Regions from separate parts of the Mus musculus genome. Here region 2 is linked to region 1. Evidence: chromatin contacts called from public Hi-C data. All regions are on one chromosome and are shown on one strand. Each heading gives the region's core, a stretch centred on a gene start, on an enhancer-like site or on the middle of the called end of the contact. The rest is flanking DNA. Distances are from core to core; before and after follow the strand shown.

The links. A called contact is a pair of places that touch in the nucleus more often than the background predicts.
Region 2: a Hi-C map of the P5424 cell line shows a contact between it and region 1, with 4 times the contacts expected there. The contact joins two enhancer-like sites. A contact is called at or near these places in 2 of 39 promoter capture datasets (the 3T3-L1 cell line and 3T3-L1-derived adipocytes), 2 of 15 datasets of contacts at CTCF or cohesin (embryonic stem cells and large pre-B cells), 59 of 484 Hi-C or Micro-C datasets (the BV-2 cell line, the G1E-ER4 cell line, the HPC-7 cell line and 39 more) and 13 of 115 datasets of contacts at active chromatin or transcription factors (bone marrow-derived dendritic cells, embryonic basal ganglia, embryonic forebrain and 7 more).

The regions. Positions count from the first base shown.
Region 1 is chr8:36,342,132-36,348,147 of GRCm38.p6, reverse strand. No RefSeq gene overlaps it. Among named protein-coding and RNA genes, the nearest start is that of Lonrf1, 96 kb to the right of the region's middle. Within about 2 kb of position 1,682, at least 9 of the 459 cell types and tissues checked have an H3K27ac peak or open chromatin away from gene starts, as enhancers often do. A contact at or near this core is called in the P5424 cell line, where this site is marked.
Region 2 is chr8:36,520,776-36,526,281 of GRCm38.p6, reverse strand. No RefSeq gene overlaps it. Among named protein-coding and RNA genes, the nearest start is that of Trmt9b, 65 kb to the right of the region's middle. Within about 2 kb of position 3,196, at least 22 of the 459 cell types and tissues checked have an H3K27ac peak or open chromatin away from gene starts, as enhancers often do. A contact at or near this core is called in the P5424 cell line, where this site is marked.

The DNA.
Region 1 (6,016 bases), core at 433-2,932:
TCTATATCTCCTTTCCTCCAAACTGCCTCAACCTTACATCCTGATCCCTGCACAAGATGAAGTGATCTGGACTTCAAAACATTACCAACATAGTAACCTAGACTTACAGAGACAGCCAAATAGCCTTGCCCATTGTACATGAAAGAAATACCGTCACAATGTTTCCTAACCCAGGCAGCAATTCTAAGCAGTCTCTCCAAAGAACATTCTTAGCCAAGTGTGTTAGGACATTCCTACAATCTCAGTCCTAGGGAGACTGAAGCAGGTGGTTACTGAGTTCATGGCCAGCCTAGACTATATAACATTGTATTAAGACTGTTTCCAAAGCACAAACAAGTGCTTAAAAATAACAACAGGAAGAAATGTGTGTTCTCCCACAAGCCTTGGCAACTCAGTGCGCACCTCAAGCAAGTGGCTGTCATCTTCATTTTGTAGATGAAGCAACTGGGGACTAGTATGGCAGCTTACCCAGCTGCAAGTAGCAAGAGTGCCCTGCAGCCTATAGACAAAAACTTTCACAACTTTATCTGGCCTGAAAGTATGAGTTTCCAGAGCCAGATCCTGGGTTTTGTCCCTAGCACTGCCAAAATGAAAGAGTATAGCCATATGCCCTCTACACTCTAGCGTCTATGCATCGCCGACAGAGAAAGGCAACACTGCCGGTGTTGAAGAAAGTGATAGCTAGAGTTTCATGGGCTGGGGGTGGGAGGAAGGGAAGACGTGAGAACTAGTCCAGGCAGGAAGTGATGGAGACTTGGACCAAGGGTGGATCAAGAACATTGGCAATTTGAGGGGGAGTAAGGACAATGTTTACAGTAGCTGCACATTTTTTAGTTTGAGAGACTCGTGTCATTTATTCATTGAACTACTAGTGGACACTTTGCTAGGCACAGCATGCTAGACACCAAAATACCAAAAAGATGATAGTCAGTGAAAATGATGCCTCTCACAGGTGAGACCTGCAGTGCACTGTCCAGCCAGCAGGCAACAGGAAATACCACGTCAACTGGCCTACAAAACAGAGATGCCCAGGGAACACCAGGGGGCAGTATGGGCTCAGCAACCGAAGGGATGCCAACTGCTAATGTCTACGAAGTCTTAACACTTAATCTGTCATTAATCTGTCATTGTCTTGGGTAGCCACTTAGAAGTTTTGGAAAGAATCTTAACTTATTCAATTATTTAAGCACAAACCTTCTCCTTTGGTGGGGGTTTTAAGCAGTGGGATATGTGAACTAATATTGTGTACCTCTTATGTAACAGAAATCATCAAAAACCTTGACTTGTCATAGGCCTAGGATGAGGGCCCTGCCCTTCCAGATGAGCAGATATTTCTAAATGAAAACACATTCCTGTTAACCTGCGCACTACTGTGTTTCCATGTTATAAACCAGTGGCTGCTCTTGAGGGTGAGGGCGAGGATGCTGCCCTCTGAATCTTAGGGTTTGTTACTGCTACACGGTTAGTGACTGAACCAAGAGCTTTGGGTTCCCATGAGTTTCCCATGCATCCCTTTCTGTACGTAGCATGAGCCCTCACCTTGCTTGCCATCCCATCCCACCAGATATCCCACCAGATGCCCGGTACACTTAGTAACCTCTTCCTCTCAAGCTGTTCCTGTCTTTTCTTTTTGATGAGCTCCCTGCCTTCCAAATCCTCACGCATCCCCTGCAGTAACCAGGTTCTGTCACACCTGCGGGTGTGAGAAACCAACCACAAACCAGCACAACAGAGGAAGAACTTAAGGAAGACCCCACCCCCACCCCACCCCACCCCACCCCCCAACACCACCACCATAGGACAGAAAAAGCATTGTCCTCTCTCAGAGGTACTTTAGAAAGACGCCATTGGCAGTTAGTGCTGAGCACACATTGTGCACCTGACAGTTGGTAAAGCTGTGGTTTGCATTTTGCTGTATTGAGTTCATCTTAATTGTTCAATCAATGGCAAATACTTAATATGTCTCTACTAGTCCCTTGTTTCATTTATCTAATTTCAAATTATTCAAACTCTTCAGGTGTTGATCCATAACATATTCAACAAGGTAAAAAAAAATAAGAGAAGCTTATGTTATAAAAAAAAATCTATCCATCAACACAGATATCTGTTTATGCAACTTAGTTGAACCCAAGGGGGGCAAAGAAAAGTACACATTGGAAAACTGGCATGAAGGAGAGAGAATAGATGAAAAAATAATTCAGTGGAAACATCTGGATATGAGGAACATCACAGAAGGCAACTGTCAATATTTTTAAGACAAAGTGAGCCTGACCCATTTTAGCCCCAAAGGCAACAGACATGATGCATGATCCCAAACCAGGAAAAGAAGTTGTTATAAGCATGAATTGCCCTTGGCACATGGTGGGACACATGTCCCTTCACTGCCATTACCCAGGAGCTAGGAGCAAAGCTTTAATTAAGTTCGAGGCCAGCCTGGGGTTTATAGCCAGACCTTGTCTTAAGAAAGAAAGACTGGATGGGCAGTCGTGGTGCACGCCTTTAATCCCAGCACTTGGGAGGCAGAGGCAGGCAGATTTCTGAGTTTGAGGCCAGCTTGGTCTACAGAGTGAGTTCCAGGACAGCCAGGGCTATACAGAGAAACCCTGTCTTGAAAAACAAAAAACAAAAACAAGCAAACAAATAAAAAGACTGAGATAATTAGAAAAAATTATATATACAGACTTTACATCAGACAGAGTATTATATCAATGTTACATTTCTTGAATCTGATCCTTGGGTCATAATTATGTAAAGGAATATTCTTATTCTTAGACTGTAATGGTTTGGATATGACCTGTGTCCGTGCTCATATTTTGTATAGTTGTTCCTCAGCTTTGGGCATTATTTCAAAGGGTGTGGAGCTTTTAAGAGGTGGAGCCTACCTAGTGAAAGTAGCTCGCTATGGACGGACCCTGAACGTCACACCCACTTTTGGCTCTGGCCTGTATCATCTGGTCTCCACTGTGGAGGAAGACTCCGTTATACATTCCCACAACCCATGGCTGCAGCAGGCCTTTTTCTCTATGTGACGCTTGAATCCCCTGAAACTAGGTAGCATAAGAAGCTTAAGTGGCATTTGTCATACAAGTCACAACAATGATACACATACATACATATAAACCTATGGGGAAAAAGACTAAGGCTGGGAAATTACAACAGAATTATGTTGAAAGAAACATATGCAGGGGATGAGGGGAGGGCTCAGTGGGCTAAGGAACTTGCTATGAAAGCGTAGAGACATGAGTTCAAATCCCTAGTACCTACATACTAAGTTATATGTAACCACATACCCTTATAATGCCAGTGTTGGTGGGGGTGGAAGCAAGAGGATTGCTGGGGATTGCTGGTTGCCAGACTAGCTTCGAGTTCAGAGAATGGGTGTATCTCCAGGAAGCATAAGATAGCTGGATAGCGACATCTTCCTCTGGAATCTGTACACCTGGGCCTGCATACATCACACACACACACACACACACACACACACACACACACACACACACACACACACACACGGTGGGGCACTCACACATGCACTTTAAAACTTATGTATACAGCTGGAAAGATTGCTCAGTGGGTAAAGGCACCACCATGGCTAATGATGTGAGCTTGATTCCCAGGATCTACGTAGTAGAAAGGGAGAAACAAGAACCGATTTGAACAAGTGGTCCTCTGACCTTCACACATGCGCCCTGGGATGCATGCTTTCAATCTTGGATGGTTTATGTTGTTGTTGGCAGGTACATCACAGACATCGATGATGTGCTATTTTGATTTGTCCTACTATTGATGATGTCCTTCAGTTACTTGACTAAGTCCAATACCTGTCAGTCTTCTCCAATGTAAAGATACTGTCCTCACCTTTGTAATGAGTGAGTGTTCTGTGTAGATGCACTTTCAGAATGATATATCCTTTCTCATGGAATTCATAATTTATTACAATCAATGCAGGTTTACAGTTTCCTATTTTAGACAGTGGATTCGGAGTCACCAAGGTTACTGTCCTCCTTGAGTTTCTGTCTTCATTGATAAGACACTGACCAGAAACAACTTGGGGAAGGGTACAGTCTGTCATCAAGAGAAGCCGAGACCACAGAGGGAAGCTGCTTACTGACTCGTTCTTCATGCCTTACTTGTGTGATGTCCTTATATCTCTCAAGACCATTCACCCAGCGGTGGCACCATCAGAACAATGTACCACAAGGGTGCCCACCCAATTGGGTGGGTACAATTCCTCAGCTGACATTCCCTATTTCCAGGGAACTCTAGTTTGTCAAGTTGGCAAAAACTAACCAGCAGCTGCTGAAACGCACATTGTCCCAGATATGTTCAACAAGGACTTTTAAAGTTTGTCCCTTTAATGTGTCACCGTTCTTCTTTGAATATAAAAAGAGGGCAGAAAGAACTCAAAAGGATTTGGAAGAGTCATGGGTGACAGAACTTATGAAACCACAGCAGCTACAGTGACCTGAACGGGACAAAGTCTATTAACTATTTCAGCATAGATGGGGAAAGGCACACGAGGTTCTAGCCTTGGGGAGCTACTGGCAACCAGTGACAGCTGAGAAAGAGGCCGTCACATTTCTTCAGGATTGTGGCCACCAGTAACTTTCCCAAGGGCCAGTAAATAACCCTACACACATACACTTGCAAGCAATCCAAATTAAACCCTGTGGTCAAGAGCAAGGATGAGTGCCAGATTGGGAAAAAGGTGGAGAGAGGGATTAGGAAACAAGAGTTCTAGAAAGAGTGGTATGGGCATGGAGGCGGATGGGAGGAAATGAATACGATCAAAGTATACGTGTATGAAGTTGTCAAATAAACTCTTTGGGGAGATACACATGGATTATATCCAAATTTTGTGCCATTGTTTTTAAGGAACTTGTACCTCTGGAGCTTGAATGATCTAGTCTGATCAGCAAGAACCTTGACACAAGTACTCCACCAATGCTGAGGGGTGACTGTATACTGACCCCCTTATGTGCATATTCTGACGATAACTGCAGCCTGGAATTGCCGCTAAGTTTATTTAGTTTAAGTAAATACTTAAATTTACTCTCTCTCGAATACTCTCGAATACTGAGAAGCCCCTGATAACTATTTGCCTCTCTACTTATGATACTTCAGATTGGTTGGACCATGCACTGTGTACAAGGTTTCTTTCCTTACCACACTGAGGTACCAGACTCAAGCTTTGGCTGCCCTTAGAGATTTATATCTCTCTCTTCATTGACCGACTCCCCACGCTTTCACGGTTTCTTGACCCCAATGAGTGGCCACAGGGCTGCACTGTGAGTCTCCTTTCCCAGTCTGGGCTTTGGCAGGCTTGGGTTATAAGCAGGATACATTAAAAATTAATGAAGCCATTCCCAGTGGTACAGAGGTGGAGGTTCCCTCTTCCAGGAGACTGGCTTATTTGGCACCACTTCTTATCATGATTTAGTAAAACTAACAAGGAACGTGGATGGACTACAGCTAGAGTTGAATTCTACAAGCGGAGAACATGGGAAGGTACGTCTCAGCTTTGATGCAGCAGGCTCGAGCTATTTAATCATCAAGATAAAACACATTAAGCTTGAAGTTGTCTGAACGCAAACCAAGTGGCTTTTTCCCCCTGAGAGCCGTGCTATGGAGGCTGGGTAGTGAGTGTGAACCCAGAAACTGGAATAACAGAAACTACTCACCTTTGCTTCACTTGGTTGTGGGATGGTTTATGAGCGAGCTTCCTAGATAAAATCAAGAAACCAGAGAAAGGGCTTCCAGCCAGCTCCAACTTAATAGAGCCATTTGTAACATCTGTTCTTAATAATTAAGTGCTCAGGTGTGTGGGGTCTTCTCACTGAGTGGCAGCTTCTTGTTCAGAATTTCCTAGGACCTCAGGATGGACTCTAGCTTGCGCTTGGTGGAAGCCATGTTTATTTCTCCTCTGCTCTCTTCTCTAACACTCAAGAATGCTCACATGATATAAACCGTGGCCGATGCTGCCATCCATGGCTGACTCTTAATTTGTAAGTTCCCC
Region 2 (5,506 bases), core at 1,947-4,446, 180 kb before region 1:
CCAGGGCTATACTTTCCCTGTCTCAAAAAACAAACAAAACAAAACAAAAATGGCACATGCTTCGTGCACTTTAATGGAGTTTCCATGTCACTAGTCATGTAATAGTGGCTGCTTCCACCATGTGATAAAGCCACACATCTCTAAACCCTATATAAGGACAAAACCACTAAGTATATAGGGATGCTCCCTGGCGGCCTAGTGGTTAGGATTCAGTGCTCTCACAGCTGCAGCCCAGGTTTGATTCCTGGTCAGGGACGCCTCTCTTCTTCCTCTCTGTATCTTCACTTCCTGAAACCTCGATCCTCTCCCAGGTGGTGGTGGTGCACACCTTTGATCCCAGATTTGGGAGGCAGATGCAGGAGGATTTCTGAGTTTGAGGCCAAGCCTGGTCTACAGAGTGAGTTCCAGGACCACACAGAGAAACCCTGTCAAAAATCAATCAATCAATCAATCAATCAATCAATCAACAAGCTAAGTATATTGGATTGGGGGGTTAGAGGTTGGGAGGTAGGTAGATCTCCATCCATTCCTGGAATTCCATGTTTCAATTATGAATAGTTCTCCTCTTATTAAAGTTTTTCCCCCCATAGGATGAGCTATCCAAATGCCAGGGAAAGAGAGAGAAAAGGTCTCTTGAGAAACCCATATGGGTGTACACTGTGACTTTTGTTTTGTTTTGTTTTGTTTTTCGAGACAGGGTTTCTCTGTGTAGCCCTGGCCGTCCTGGAACTCACTCTGTAGACCAGGCTGGCCTTGAACTCAGAAATCCACCTGCCTCTGCCTCCCGAGTGCTGGGATTAAAGGTGTGCGCCACCACGCCCGGCTGCACTGTGACTTTTTAGCAAGACTTCCTTAGTGTGGCTTGTTTGTAAGTTCTTTCTATAAGAGTGCCATAAATCTGGAAACACCGGTGGATCGAGGAGAGGAATTCATTCTTCAAAGGCAACTTCATGTGGAAGCTCCCAGAATCAAAATGGAGTCACATGCGTCAACCAGACAAGACATTATTCAGGAAGGTCTCCCGTAAGTACGATGGCTTTAGAGAAAAAGGCTTCCCAGACCACAATTTTGCACAAGGACCACTGCAATCTCACACAAAACTTGCTTCTGTGCTAACAGCTGCATAGTGATGGACACATCAACACCAGGCTGGCATCTCCTGTGAGTTTCAGTGCTGTGGACAGGAATTATTGTATTAAAATATCTTGTGAGGTTTCCCTGCTTTGTCTTTAAGAACATCCAGTCCATATACTCAAAGTTTCCTCTGGCAATGCCCTGACAGTCTACTCCCAAGTGAGTCGCCTCACTTTTAACTACACTTTAGATGACCTCTGTTATTTCCATTGACGGGGTGAAGAGGGGTTGCCTAAGTGAGGCTTCTCAGAAGGGGAATTACCTGAGGTGTTAATGGAAGCCTGAATGGGAGGTCTTTAGAATGTTTCTTGAACCTCGCTGTTGGAGCTTGGTGGTCTGCAAATGAGCAGGTTTTGACTTTATGTGTACTGGCTGGTTTTATACCAACTTGGCACACATTAAAGTCATCAGAGAAGAAGGAGCCTCACTTGAGAAAATGCTTCTAGCAGATCTGGCTATAAGGCATTTTCTTAATTAATGTCTGATTTGGGAGGCGCCAGCACATTGTGGATGGTGCAATCCCTGGGCTGGTGGTTCTGAGTTCTATAAGAAAGCAGGTTGAGCAAGCCATGGGGAGCAAGCCAGTCAGGCAACACCCCTTCATGGCCTCTGTGTCAGCTCCTGCCTCTAGGTTCCTGACCCCTTTGAATTCTCTTTTCTTTTCTTTTCTTTTCTTTTCTTTTCTTTTCTTTTCTTTTCTTTTCTTTTCTTTTCTTTTCTTTTCTTTTCTTTTCTTTTCTTTTCTTTCTTTCTTCCTTCCTTCCTTTCTTTCTTTCTTTCTTTCTTTCTTTCTTTCTTTCTTTCTTTCTTTCTTTCTTTCTTTCTTTCTTTCTTTCTTTCTGAGACAGGGTTTCTCTGTATAGCCCTGGCTGTCCTGGAACTCACTCTGTAGACCAGGCTGGCCTTGAACTCAGAAATCCACCTGCCTCTGCCTCCCGAGAGCTGGGATTAAAGGCATGTGCCACCACGCCTGGCCCCTTTGAGTTCTTGTCCTGGCTTTCTTCAATGATGGACTATAATGTAGATGTGTAAGCCAAATTAGCCCTTTCCTCCCCAACTTGGTTTTTGCTCATTGTGTTTCATCACAGCAATAGAAACCCTAGGGCATTGTGCTTCTAGGGTCCCGGATGAGGTTCATGCTGTCTGTAAAACACACTGTGGGTAGCTGGACCCTAGATCCCTTGGCAGGTCGTTGTGCAAAACCTTCCAGGCATGATATGTTCAGGAGACACTTGGGTGTTTGCGTGGACACAGTACTGGTTGTCTCTTGAGAAGACGTGCGGCGAGGCACAGGCAGGGAGAGTAGTCTCTCTGTGGAGAGCTATGGAGGCTTGCCTCTGCACACAGAGGAGTCCCTTCACAGGACTACATGTTTAAAAGGATTCAGATGTGGAAGGTCTGAACTGCAGAGTCCCAGGTGCATCCTGTTCACTGGCGTGTATTAAGGTTCTCAGTCTTTTTGTGGTGCTTGCTGCTGCTATTTATGATTCTTTTTCCCTTTTATTTTTTATTTTGTTGATACATAATCATGCACATCTATGGGGTACGTGTTATATGTGCATTTTGCAAAGGTCAAAGTAAGGTCATGGACATATCTATCAGCGTAACTAGTTAACTAGCGTGGTTGCTTGTCCTGACTTTGCGTCGCATCTCTTTGTAACTAGCACTGAGGTCTGTTTCCATACTGAAAGGAGAGCCAAGGAAAGGCTTCTAATGCAGGTGACTTTCTCAGTGACTCACAGCCAGCCGAGCAGAAGTGTCACAGGCGTCCAGAAGTACATGGGTTCAACTAAGTGGCATTCTATTCCCAAATCGCTTGACTTCTCAGTGATCCACATTGAAGATACATCAGCCTGTCTTTATAGACCTTTTGGGGGGGGGTCCGCTTGAATTCCTACCTGGGCACCCACTTATTAGTTACCTTTTATTTGAAAGACCTAGTGAAGGTGGATTCATTCACCTTTAGTTAACAACATTTTGATCAGTCCAGGGCTTCAAAGGAAGCTTTCAGTTGTCCAGAAGAGGGCAGTCTCTCTCCACATTTCAGAGTTCCCACGCGTACCTCCCGCCGATCTTGTCTAGGATAAAACCGGTTCCGCCAGTTTTCCTCTTCTCCAACCGCTCTCTTAATTAGGCTCCGCGTTCTTTTAGTCTCACATAGTCTTATTTCTACTTCTAAATATACTAAATATACCGAGCTCCCACCGCTGTGTCTCCCCCTTGGCTTCCTTCCCTTCCAAATGCCAGCTGCTCTCTTATCCAGAGAGTGTTTATAAGCACCTGTCCAGAATATCCCAATGCCTCTCTAACAGTGAAGAAAATAAACGCGTACAACAAGCAGGGAAGGCCTGAATCTATCACCCTGGTGGTCATAATCATGAGAATCAAGCTGCAATCTGTTTCTCGGGTGTCTTTGCCTTTTTCTGTCCCCTGCAAAACCACCTTCTTGTGGGTTTTGTAATAACGGTTCAGGACAAAGCCTTCACTGTCCATAGAAGTGGTGTAGCCTTTGAGAGTCTCAGCGTTTGTCTATACAGATCTATCAGTGACAGCTACCCTCAGAAATACATGGTACTATAAAGATTTCTGATCTCTAGAGCCGGCATAATGAAAGATACCATTGTTGCCATCAACAAATGACTCAGAGTCTCCCAGAATCCTTTAAGAACTGTTCCAACTCCTTGCCTTCCGTCTACTGACGTTGTCCTTAAGGGACTAACTAGTCTTTCTTCTTCTTCTTCTTCTTCTTCTTCTTCTTCTTCTTCTTCTTCTTCTTCTTCTTCTTCTTCTTCTTCTTCTTCTTCTTCTTCTTCTTCTTCTTTTCTTCTTCTTCTTCTTCTTCTTCTTCTTCTTCTTCTTCTTCTTCTTCTTCTTCTTTTCTTCTTCTTCTTCTTCTTCTTCTTCTTCTTCTTCTCCTTCTCCTTCTCCTTCTCCTTCTCCTTCTCCTTCTCCTCCTCCTCCTCCTCCTCCTCCTCCTCCTCCTCCTCCTCCTCCTTCTCCTTCTTTTCTTCTTCTTCTTCTTTTTCAAATTTAAATTGTTAACCTTACGATATGAGTGTTTTGTCTACATGCACATATGTGCACCCCATAGGTGCCAGGTACCTGAAGAGGGTGTGGGATACTCTAGAACCAGAGTTACACACGATTATGAGCCACCATGTGGATGCTGATAATCAAACTAAGGTTCTCTGGAAGAGTAATTGGTGCTCTTAACCTTTGTACCAACTCTCCAGCCCCATATCTTGCTGGCTTTTAATTGGTCAAGACTGAGAACTAAATTTGACTCTCGTTAAGTCCTCAAAGGTTTCTAAAAAGCCCCTTGCCTATATAGAATGTTCATAAGTTGTTCAACAAACATGTAAAGAAGGGGAGTTTTTATTTTTATTTTTTATTTGGGCAGTTCTGCAACTTATTCCACATCCATCCATCCGGTTAGTTCTCATCCACATTGACCGTCTGGAGATTTTTGAATATGGTAACAGGCACATAAATTGAGCTTCTCTTGGTGATTATGTTTTCTGGACAAAGTTATTCAGATGTGATACAGGACATTTCTTATTCCCTTGGCCCAGATGGCTTTATTGAGCCTGGTGTCAATGCGCACATCTGTAGTCCCCATTTCCTTCAGGGTAAAATTTTGAATTTAGTGCTCGAGGAGCTCACTTCATTCTTTTAAAAAGTATTTATTTATTATATGTGACTACACTGTAGCTGTCTTCAGACACCGGAGAAGAGGGGGTCAGATCTCATTATGGGTGGTTGTGGATGGTGGCTGCTGGTATTTGAACTCAGGACCTTCCCTCACCAATGACAGAATGGCCCTTCTTCTTGACACCCTTCTTTGTGGGAGCCATTCTGGCCGGCCCAATCTGGAAAGGAAGGGCGCAAGGGATTGTGGGATGAAAAAATCTCGTAGCCATACAACTTCGGGGTCAGGAGGAGGCCAGAAATGAAGTTTTTAAGTCAGCCCGTTCATCAATAAGGAACTGAATTCTGTCCACTCTGCTTTATGTCTCTCTCTCTCTCTCTTTTAAGACTTATTTATTCATTATATGTAAGTACACTGTAGCTGACTTCAGACACTCCAGAAGAGGGAGTCAGATCTCGATACCGATGGTTGTGAGCCACCATGTGGTTGCTGGGATTTGAACTCTGGACCTTTGGAAGAGCAGTCAGGTGCTCTTACCCACTGAGCCATCTCACCAGCCCTGCTTTATGTCTCTTCCTTGATGCAGCTACGTTTGAGCCCTGTGATGGCTGTGACACAGCACCAGGGCTCTCCCTCAAGCTCCTCCCTCTGAGGTTGCAGATGTACGGGGCGGGGGTGGGGGGGGGGTGAGGGGAAGGACCATTCTCCACCACCTCTGCCAGC